Linked DNA regions of Hordeum vulgare: region 1 is linked to region 2. A link is a contact called in public Hi-C data. All regions are on one chromosome and are shown on one strand. The core of a region is the stretch at or near the end of the contact, and the rest is flanking DNA. Distances in the headings are between cores, read along the strand shown. Region 1 holds the start of LOC123447832 (PHD finger protein ALFIN-LIKE 8). Region 2 holds the start of LOC123451169.

The links. A called contact is a pair of places that touch in the nucleus more often than the background predicts.
Region 1: a Hi-C map of leaf shows a contact between it and region 2, with 2.1 times the contacts expected there. The contact joins the promoter of LOC123447832 here to the promoter of LOC123451169 in region 2. A contact is called at or near these places in 2 of 6 Hi-C or Micro-C datasets (leaf and seedling).

The regions. Positions count from the first base shown.
Region 1 is chr4H:50,704,693-50,709,325 of MorexV3_pseudomolecules_assembly, forward strand. It overlaps LOC123447832 (PHD finger protein ALFIN-LIKE 8), which reads left to right and starts at 2,868. Exons shown (of 5, transcript XM_045124519.1): 1 at 2,868-3,079; 2 at 3,204-3,236; 3 at 4,383-4,611. The coding sequence starts at 2,989.
Region 2 is chr4H:50,520,361-50,524,927 of MorexV3_pseudomolecules_assembly, forward strand. LOC123451169 reads left to right here and starts at 1,492. Exons shown (of 3, transcript XM_045128181.1): 1 at 1,492-1,751; 2 at 1,905-2,184; 3 at 3,394-4,178. The coding sequence starts at 1,696. The coding sequence ends at 3,906.

The DNA of each region.
Region 1 (4,633 bases), core at 1,618-4,117, 190 kb after region 2:
TCAATGGACCGTTATTTTATTTTACTCATGGGGTAGAGAATGTGGGATCAGATGACAAACTAAAGGTGGTGTTTCATTCTGTGTCTCTACAACAATACAATCTTACATTCAATACATTCATTCATCAGCAAACAAATCCCCACAAAACAAAATTTCTTGTCGGTGCTTGGCACACGGCTGGAGGCATGGGGAGGGGATCTCACCAGATGATGAGTTCCTGCCGGAGGAGGGGATACGATGAGGGGAGCAAGGGTTAGGCGCCTCTATCAGGCCATAAGGAGTCGCCGTTGCCGCACCATAACCTCGGAGTTCCCGTGTGAGCCATGGAGGCCCGCCTCCACCTGCAAGTACTTCGCTCCGCCGCGCCGTCGCCGTTCTGCATCGAGCAGACGCATCATCCCCAGTCAGTGTAGCTGTCGCGTTGATTTGATCCAGAAGCTGTGCTCGAGCGCCGAAACGGGGGCAGCAAGCGGGCAGAGGTACGGCCGCGGAGGCGGGTGGGTTGAGATCGACAACAGTGGTGGTTGAGGTTGGCCGCGGCGGCGAGTGGTGTGGCAGCGGCCTGGGCACACGCCAGGGTGGACCAGGGTCGACGCGATGCGCTCGAGCGCCGCAGCGGGGGCAGTGAGCGGGGAGAGGTACGGCCACGGAGGCGGGTGGGTTAAGATCGGCAGCGGTGGCGGTTGAGGTCGGCCGCGGCGGCGAGTGGTGTGGCGGCGGCCTGGGCACAGACCAGGGTGGCCCAGGGTCGACGGGAGGAGGCGATGCGTACGGGTGTAATTTTTGCAGCGAATCGTTTTTTTCTTTTGCGTTGTAGATAAATGATGGAGCCGAGGTTGAATAACAAAAATTACAGGGACTTTTTTATAAAAATGTCGTGGTGGGTTTTCCGAGGAACAATAGCCTCTTTATTATTACTAGCAAAAGGGCCCGTGCGTTGCAACGGGAGAAAAAAAATACCACACGCTTTTAATCTTTTTATAATCATTTTGATTTATTAAAATAATAAGCTAACTAACTAATGTAGTCAGTCCTATCCTATTTTGTTGAGAAATCAGCGTGTCCATTGTTAATTTCATCATGATGAGAAATTGAGCGGGACAATCAAAGCAAAACAAAGAGGCTACGTGAAATGATCAATGGACCGTTATCTTATTTTACTCATGGGGTAGAGAATGTGGGATCAGATGACAAACTAAAGGTGGTGTTTCATTCTCTGTCTCTACAACAATACAATCTTACATTCAATACATTCATTCATCAGCAAACAAATCCCCACAAAACAAAATTTCTTGTCGGTGCTTGGCACACGGCTGGAGGCATGGGGAGGGGATCTCATCAGATGATGAGTTCCTGTCGGAGGAGGGGATACGATGTGGGGAGCAAGGGTTAGGCGCCTCTATCTTGCCATAAGGAGTCGTCGTTGCCGCATCATAACCTCGGAGTTCCCCGTGTGAGCCATGGAGGCCCGCCTCCACCTGCAAGTACTTCGCTCCGCCGCGCCTTATCCGCGCGCCGCCGCCGTTCTGCATCGAGAAGACGCATCATCCATAGTCACTGTAGCTGCCACGTTGATTTGATCCAGAAGTTGTGCTCGAGCGCCGAAACGGAGGCAGCAAGCGGGCAGAGGTACGGCAGGCGGGTGGGTTGAGATCGACAACAGTGGTGGTTGAGGTTGGCCGCGGCGGCGAGTGGTGTGGCAGCGGTCTGGGCACAGGCCGGGGTGGACCAGGGTCGATGCGATGCGCTCGAGCGTCGCAATGGGGGCAGTGAGCGGGGAGAGGTACGGCCGCGGAGGCGGGTGGGTTGAGATCGGCAGCGGTGGCGGTTGAGGTCGGCGGCGGCGGCGAGTGCGTTGCAACGGGAGAAAAAAATATCACACGCTTTTAATCTTTTTATAATCATTTTGATTTATTAAAATAATAAGCTAACTAACTAATGTAGTCAGTCCCATCTATTTTGTTGAGGTCGTCGGCGGCGGCTTGGGTACAGGCGAGGGTGGCCGAGGGTCGACGGGAGGATGCGATGCGTACGGGTATAATTTTTGCAGCGAATCGTTTTTTTCCTTTTACGTTGCAGATAAATGATGAAGCCCGGGTTGAATAACAAAAATTACAGTTTTTTTTTTCTAAAAATGTCGCGGTGGGTTTTCCGACGGAAGCTATAGCCGTTTTATTATTACTAGCAAAATAGCCCGTGCGTTGCAACGGGAGAAAAAAATACCACACGCTTTTAATATTTTTATAATTATTTTGATTTATTAAATAATAAGCTAACTAACTAATGTAGTTAGTCCTATCCTATTTTGTTGAAAAATCAACCCGTCCATTGTTAATTTCACCATAATGAGAAATTGAAGCGCGGGTTGAATAACAAAAATTACAGGGTTTTTTTTATAAAAATAACGTGGTGAGTTTTCCGACGGAAGCAATAACCACTTTATTATTTGGTATAGATTAGGGGTATGGATTAGGTATATAGATATAGATTTGAAACGTCGAGGGCCTAAAACGATTCGACAGCACGAGATTTTCGGGTATCGGCTAATTTTCGCTTATTTTGAGGCGTGCAAAGTCGCACGGAGCCAGAGACAGCCGCTGCAAAGGGACCCACACGCCAGCGGCCCATCGGGGATGCGTTTAACCCGGCTTTACAGCGGTCAGAGCTTTGCCGCGCGTGACCGTTTTATCCGGAGGTGCAGCTGAAAATCGCAAACCTTTCCTGGGTGCGAACGCAATTCCACCAGCAAAGCAGTCAAGCAAGTGCGGTAAATTTGCAGTCGGAACCTCGACGCGATTCGAAACCCGCGCCCCGGTCCCCCGAACTGGCCATTCCGCTCCACTATCCATCTCCTCAAAATCCATTTCCTCCGCTGGTCGCCCTCCCCCCGGCTGTTCTAAAAGCCTTGCTACTCGCCTCGGCCAGTCGCCTCCGCCACCAAAACCCTAACCCTAGCCCCGGAGCTCAGGCGACACTCGCGCGCCCCGAATGGACGGAGGAGGGACGCATCGCACGCCGGAGGACGTGTTCAGGGATTTCCGCGCGCGGCGGGCCGGCATGATTAAGGCGCTCACCACCGGTGCGCGCCGCGCTCGCTTTCTTCTCCCCGTCCGATTTTTCATTTCGGCTGTTTTCCTGGGGGTCCGCGTGAGGATTTGGAGGTTCTGATTGGTTTCTGGTCTTTTTGGTTGGTGGATTTGCAGATGTGGAGAAGTTCTACCAGCAGTGCGACCCAGGTGAGCTCGCGACCGTCTCCGATTCGCCCTTCTCGGACCTCGAAATCGCCGAGGTTTCACATGGAAGTGATGCGGTTTTTTTTTTACCTGTTTGAGTGGAGTTTGTGTTTCTGGTGTGGATTCCATCTTTGCCTCTTTTCTCAAATGGAAATTTGTGCGTGACTTGTTTCTTAACTTGTTATTGGCTCTAATTTGGTAGTCCCTGTGCCCCGATTTCTGCAGGGGAATTTCGCTGGAATTCCTGTACTAGTGGGTTGGGGATTTTCCGAATTAGGAAGCTTTGTGATTTTTGCAGGAAAGGTCACTGGATTATTTTCCGTCTGTTAATTTGGTGGTTCTTGCTTTCGATCTACTAACAGATCAGTTGTACTAGAAAAATGGTGCGTGTGCGTGTGCGTGTGGGTGGGTGTCAGTGGGTGTGGGTAAGAGAGAGAGAGAGATGAGGTGGGGCGCTTGTTTTTTTCCTTGATTTGTTGACTAGTGCTCTCGGCGTCCCTTCACACAGAAAAATGATGTGTGGTGCGGTGTAACCAAATGACCATGGTATCCATCTTATGAAGGGTATTTTCGGGCTTTTATTTAATTAGTCATTTTCCACTGACATGGTGCAGAAGTTTAACAGTACTAGATCAGGCTATCCTGTGGAGAACTTTCGAGGCTTCCAAGTTTTGGTGCGCCATCTTCGTTTGGCATTCTTTTTCGCGCCTTTCGGTTAACTACCACATGTCCTCGTGATTTCAGATGTTATACTCACTAATTTGCCATTTTTTAGTGTATCCTACTGCAAGTTGGCAGCTGTGCTGTTTATCCTGAATTAGTCTTAAAATTTGTAGTACTTCATAGACCCAGAGTCTCGTGTTACATCTGGGTTAGGATGGCGAAGGCGCATTATAGAATATGATCGGACGGATCTTTTCCTCATTCTTCTTCTTTTCTCGTTTTTGTTTCTTGGGCACACAGTTGCCGTCGTGCTGAGGCTTTCTTGTCTCGGCTTATTTTTATTAGATACTCCCTCTGTAAACTAATGTAAAAGCGTTTAGATTACTAAGATAGTGTCCTAAATGCTCTTATATTAGTTTACGGAGGGAGTAGAATATAATCCTGAATGTGACCTGGAGGCTTAAGAGGTTGTCTTTCTGATTTCAGAGAAAGAGAATCTGTGTCTGTATGGTCTTCCCAATGAAACATGGGAAGTGAACTTGCCTGCAGAGGAGGTTCCCCCAGAACTTCCAGAGCCAGCACTGGGAATTAATTTTGCTCGGGATGGGATGGATGAGAAAGATTGGTTGTCACTTGTTGCGGTGCACAGTGATGCCTGGTTGTTAGCAGTATCCTTCTACTTTGGAGCAAGATTCGGGTTTGACAAAGAATCCAGGTATTGCATTATTTTAGGGGCA
Region 2 (4,567 bases), core at 242-2,741:
ATTGTCATTTTGTGGCAAATTTCTCATACTCTAGGTGGCAAAAAAAAATTGTCATGTGAAAATCTCCGGTATGCATGGCAATTTACTCTGCCACGATATGGCAAATTCCCGACAATTTTTCTGCTAGCATGCCTTTTTTTCAACATGGCAAATCTGTCTGCAATAGCATGACAAATGGATCTATTATAGCATGGCAATTCACGAGCGTTCAGTGAGAGTAGTTTTTCTAGGGAACACTCCGGGATGATGTTGTTAGCTCAAACAAGCCTTTTGTAGGGAACTTTCGTTCATTCGGTGACCTCTCTAACGGAACGTCAACGCGTTATTGGTGTCCTAAGTAATACTTCCTCCGTCCCAAAATAAATGACTTAAAAATGATTCAATTTTATACTAACTTTAATAAGTATAAAGTTGAGTCACTATCGAGTCATTTATTTTGGGACGGAGGGAGTATCATTCCTTTGATGGGACATGAGAACGAGCTTACTCCAAAACAAGCAAAGTAACTTATAGTGCATAAGCTCTTTCTTATGTCCCAACAGGTTAAACAACCAAAATCTGGTCTAGATTTGACAAACTTATTTTCTCATGGCAACTCTGATCTGCCAGCCTGCACATTTTATCACATTTCACCTCTTCCACGTCGGGAGCTACTAAATGTGGCACCTACTACTTCCTAAGTACCCCTTTGAATATCACAACCAATTCTAGTTGACAGAAAGGGTCACGATGGTCCTCTTGGCTCCGACGTGGAGCTTGGTTGGCACATGTATAGGCAATGAGAGCATATCATAGCCCCCAAACCCCACAGGAAAGAAGGACAAGCGCCCCAAAAGCAATCCTCTAACCTCTCCTTTGATTCACAACTTTAACCTCACTTAACCATAATTAAATCAGTCTCTTAAAGCCCACAATTCTTTCCTTTGTAGAGCAGTCCTGCCAACATGCCATGTGCAGAAACCTTCCCCCGGCATCTACCTTTGCTTCTTCGTCTCTTTATTGTGATGGTCTCCAAACTCCAAAGGAAAAGCATATATCCTTACCACCACCTTTAGCATTTGCACTGCTCTAGAGTTAATCAAATACACAGCTAAAATGCAACCACTAAATCACCTTACAAACAACTCTGGTGCAAATCAAGACTTTCTGAACATTGTACTCCACATATTGCACTAGGCAAATTAGTGATGTACATGCAACAACTCTTCATCAAGTTACATGCTGTAAAGTTCCAAGTTCCTAGGTAGTAGCAAAAGAAATACTGGTACTAGCATGATGGAGAGCAAAGTACAGAAATATTTGCGTTTTTTCTAGTGCCCTTTTGTCTTTATTTTACCCTGTGGTGTATGGCGGAGGGCAGAGCAGAGCCACCACCGGCCGGCCACCGCCCTCTCTGTCACTGGCATCTCCATGTGCCCCGATCACTGCATGTGGCTCCACCTCCGTTTCCTACTCACTCTTCCTGCCTCTCCGTCATAAAACCTCGCCTCTCCAACCCCAGTCTCTCCATATATAAAAGCTAAACCTGCTCCATCTAGGCTAATACAGCCTCGCTAGCTACATAGCTCGGCCATCTCATCGACCAGAAAGCCTAATAGTTATACCTGCCCATCCATTTCTCTTCCTCATCTCAAAACATCATCATCCTAGGCACAAGCACAAACTTCGTTCGTGACAAGAAGAAGAAGAAGAAGCATGAGCAATGGCAGCTCCCCCACATCTTCCTCCCCTTCGGTCTGCTCGAGGTCATGGTACGTGATTGCTAATGCTAATCAGTTGACATATGTGCTCCCGTTTTGCTTCTTAGTTTGTCAGCAAGTAGTAGTGTATCGTGATCTTCAGTTCTGATCACAAGAAGGTCAGGCCTGATCGTGTTTTGCGGCTTGTAATTAATTTGTTTGTAGGTCCATAAGTGAGGATTCTTTGAGGAGGTACGTGAGCTACGCTAGCGAGAGCTGCATCCAGGAGCTGCTCGCGGCGTCGGACTCGGGCGGCGCCGGACGCGGCGGGGGAGGAGGCGGCGACGAGGAGGACGGCGGGTGGCAGACGCTGGCGTACTGCAACGGCGTGGAGATAGCGAAGCGGCGGTCGGGGACGGGGCAGATGTTCCGGAGCCGGTGGCTGCTCTACGCCGTCTCGCCGGAGCAGTTCATGGCCGTCGCCAACGCCGTCGACGCAGCAAAGGTAACGCATATGAAATCTTCATTTCCTTTTCTTCTTCTTTCTTCTTCTGTATACTACAGTATTACAGTAACTGTTTTCAGAGAATTCGCTGTGTGTGATTTGGGCTCACGAACCAGCAGAAGTGTACTTATTTTATCAATAATGATGGGTTAGTCTGGGTAGTAGTACCACTGGGATGGTAGTCTCGGAGCCACTTTGGCAGCAGCTGGCTGGCTCGACTAGCTGGACAAGTTATGACCGCTTTAATTGGTCACGGAGGTGACGGTAACGCGTCGCGTGACTTGCCGACCCAACAACACATGCATGTCTATGTATTGATACACCCGTGACCGAATTCCATTCGCAGCCTGCCTAGCGTTGCACAGGCCAACCGTGAAGGGGGGCAGTAATTGATTCTGTGGGTGCGTACTGCACTTATTTTACCACTATCTGACATGGAGCAGCTGCAAGCGAGCGGGCACGCGAGAGTTTGCGAGCCCACAAGTACGAGCCAAATCATTTGACCTCGAGATCCCAGAGCGAGCAGAGAGCACGCCATACGAGGATGATTAACTAGATGCATGCATGTGTGCAATCTGTGATTAATCGGTGGCAATCGCATGCAGACATGCATGGCCGCCCCATATGGCCACGCCCACGCGCATGTGGAGCCAGATGCATCTTCCTTCCAACTATACAGAATAAAATGGAATTAAACAGCAAACTTAGGAACTGGATATCCAAACCCTTGAAAGTGCCGATATTAGTGGTAACTTTGTTTTTAGGCCTACAAGGAAGGCATGTGATATTTTTAGAGTACAGTCGAACCGTGAATTTGCATATACGCAAACAAAATAAGATGCATAGGACAGACGAACGTGCAGTGGCCATTCTTTGACTCGAAAGTTATGTAACTAGGCTGGGTGCAAAATATCAATACTCCTACCTAACCTCTTTAAGTACACCACTCGGTGATCATGGCGCTAGGTTGCCCACCATGCATGTTCGGATGGTCCATTGGTCCTGTTCCTCCCTCATCTGGTAGACTGAGCTTCTACCGTTTTGGATGTAGCTACTGTTCTGATATTCCTCACAAGAAAGGCTAGTCCGCTAACATTGCATTATTAACCCTGCCAACTAGTTACGCTTAGCTGGAGTTCACTATACAAAAAAATATCCTCCAGTGAGCATTTTACCAATCCAATGTGCTGTTGCTGTTATCACGTGCAGCAGTGGGAGTCTGACCTGGTTGACGCGACGTACATCAAGGAGCTGGGCGAGGACCTGAGCATCATCCACCTCAAGTTCGGCGACACCTCGAAGCGGCCGGCGGGTGGCCTCTTCCGCCGCCGCGACCTCGTCGTGTACGAGCGACGGCAGACGATGGACGACGGCACGCTGGTGGTGGCCGTGGCGTCGCTGCCCAAGGAGATCGCGGCGGGCCTTCTGCCACGGGACTCCAAGGGCCGGAGCTCCGTCGGCCGGGGCCTGCTCCTGCAGTCGGGGTGGGTCGTCGAGAAGCTGGACGCCGACCACGACGGCGTCGAGTCCTGCATCGTCACCTACGTCGTACAGCTTGACCCGGCGGCCGGGTGGCTGCCCCGGTGCATCGTCAGCCGGCTCGACAACAAGCTCGTCACCATCATCGCCAAGCTCAAGAAGCTGGCGCAGGCCACTACGTCTACCTGCCCGTCAGCGCCACCACCCGCCCCTAGTTGCAACTCCAGCTCCGAGGAGAATTAAAGCGTCTCAATTCTCTTGCACTGTCACCATTAATTAGGCGGGCGTGAAGTAAATACTACGGTTTTGTGGAAATGGTGTCTCGTACTGGGGTACGTACTAGTGTTTGATCGAGCGAGAATGTGTGTATACCTACTTTGGCTTTTGCAATCGACTGCACGGATGCATGCTTGTAAGTGCTCACGAAAAGTGCTAGCTAGCTAGCTGCAGTCTACTTAGTACGTATAAAGGAAAGGGAGTAGCTACAATTTTGCCATGTCACAATTCTGTCTCCACTGTTTCAGAGTCCAACACAGCTCGGTGATCCTGACATGGCTCACAAAATGCGGCAATAACTCAGAGATAAGCGTATGTTTGTGAACTTTACAGATCAGTGCAAGGATGGAACATATATTTACCTGGGATCAGGAGGTGATCAGCGGCGTGTAGATACATGTTGTGCATGCCATGTATCTACTTGCCCGGGGATGATCTTCTAGAAGTTCATGCTGTCGAATCAAAATATCATCGTTCATGCTGTCGAATCAAAATATCATCATCATGGTGTCCATGAAATTTCAACTTCACAAAGAATCGTACCAAAAAAAAAAAAAAACTTGACACGCTAAACTCATCAACTCCGAACTATTGGATGTGTGAGGCACAAAACTCTCTAACTTCATGG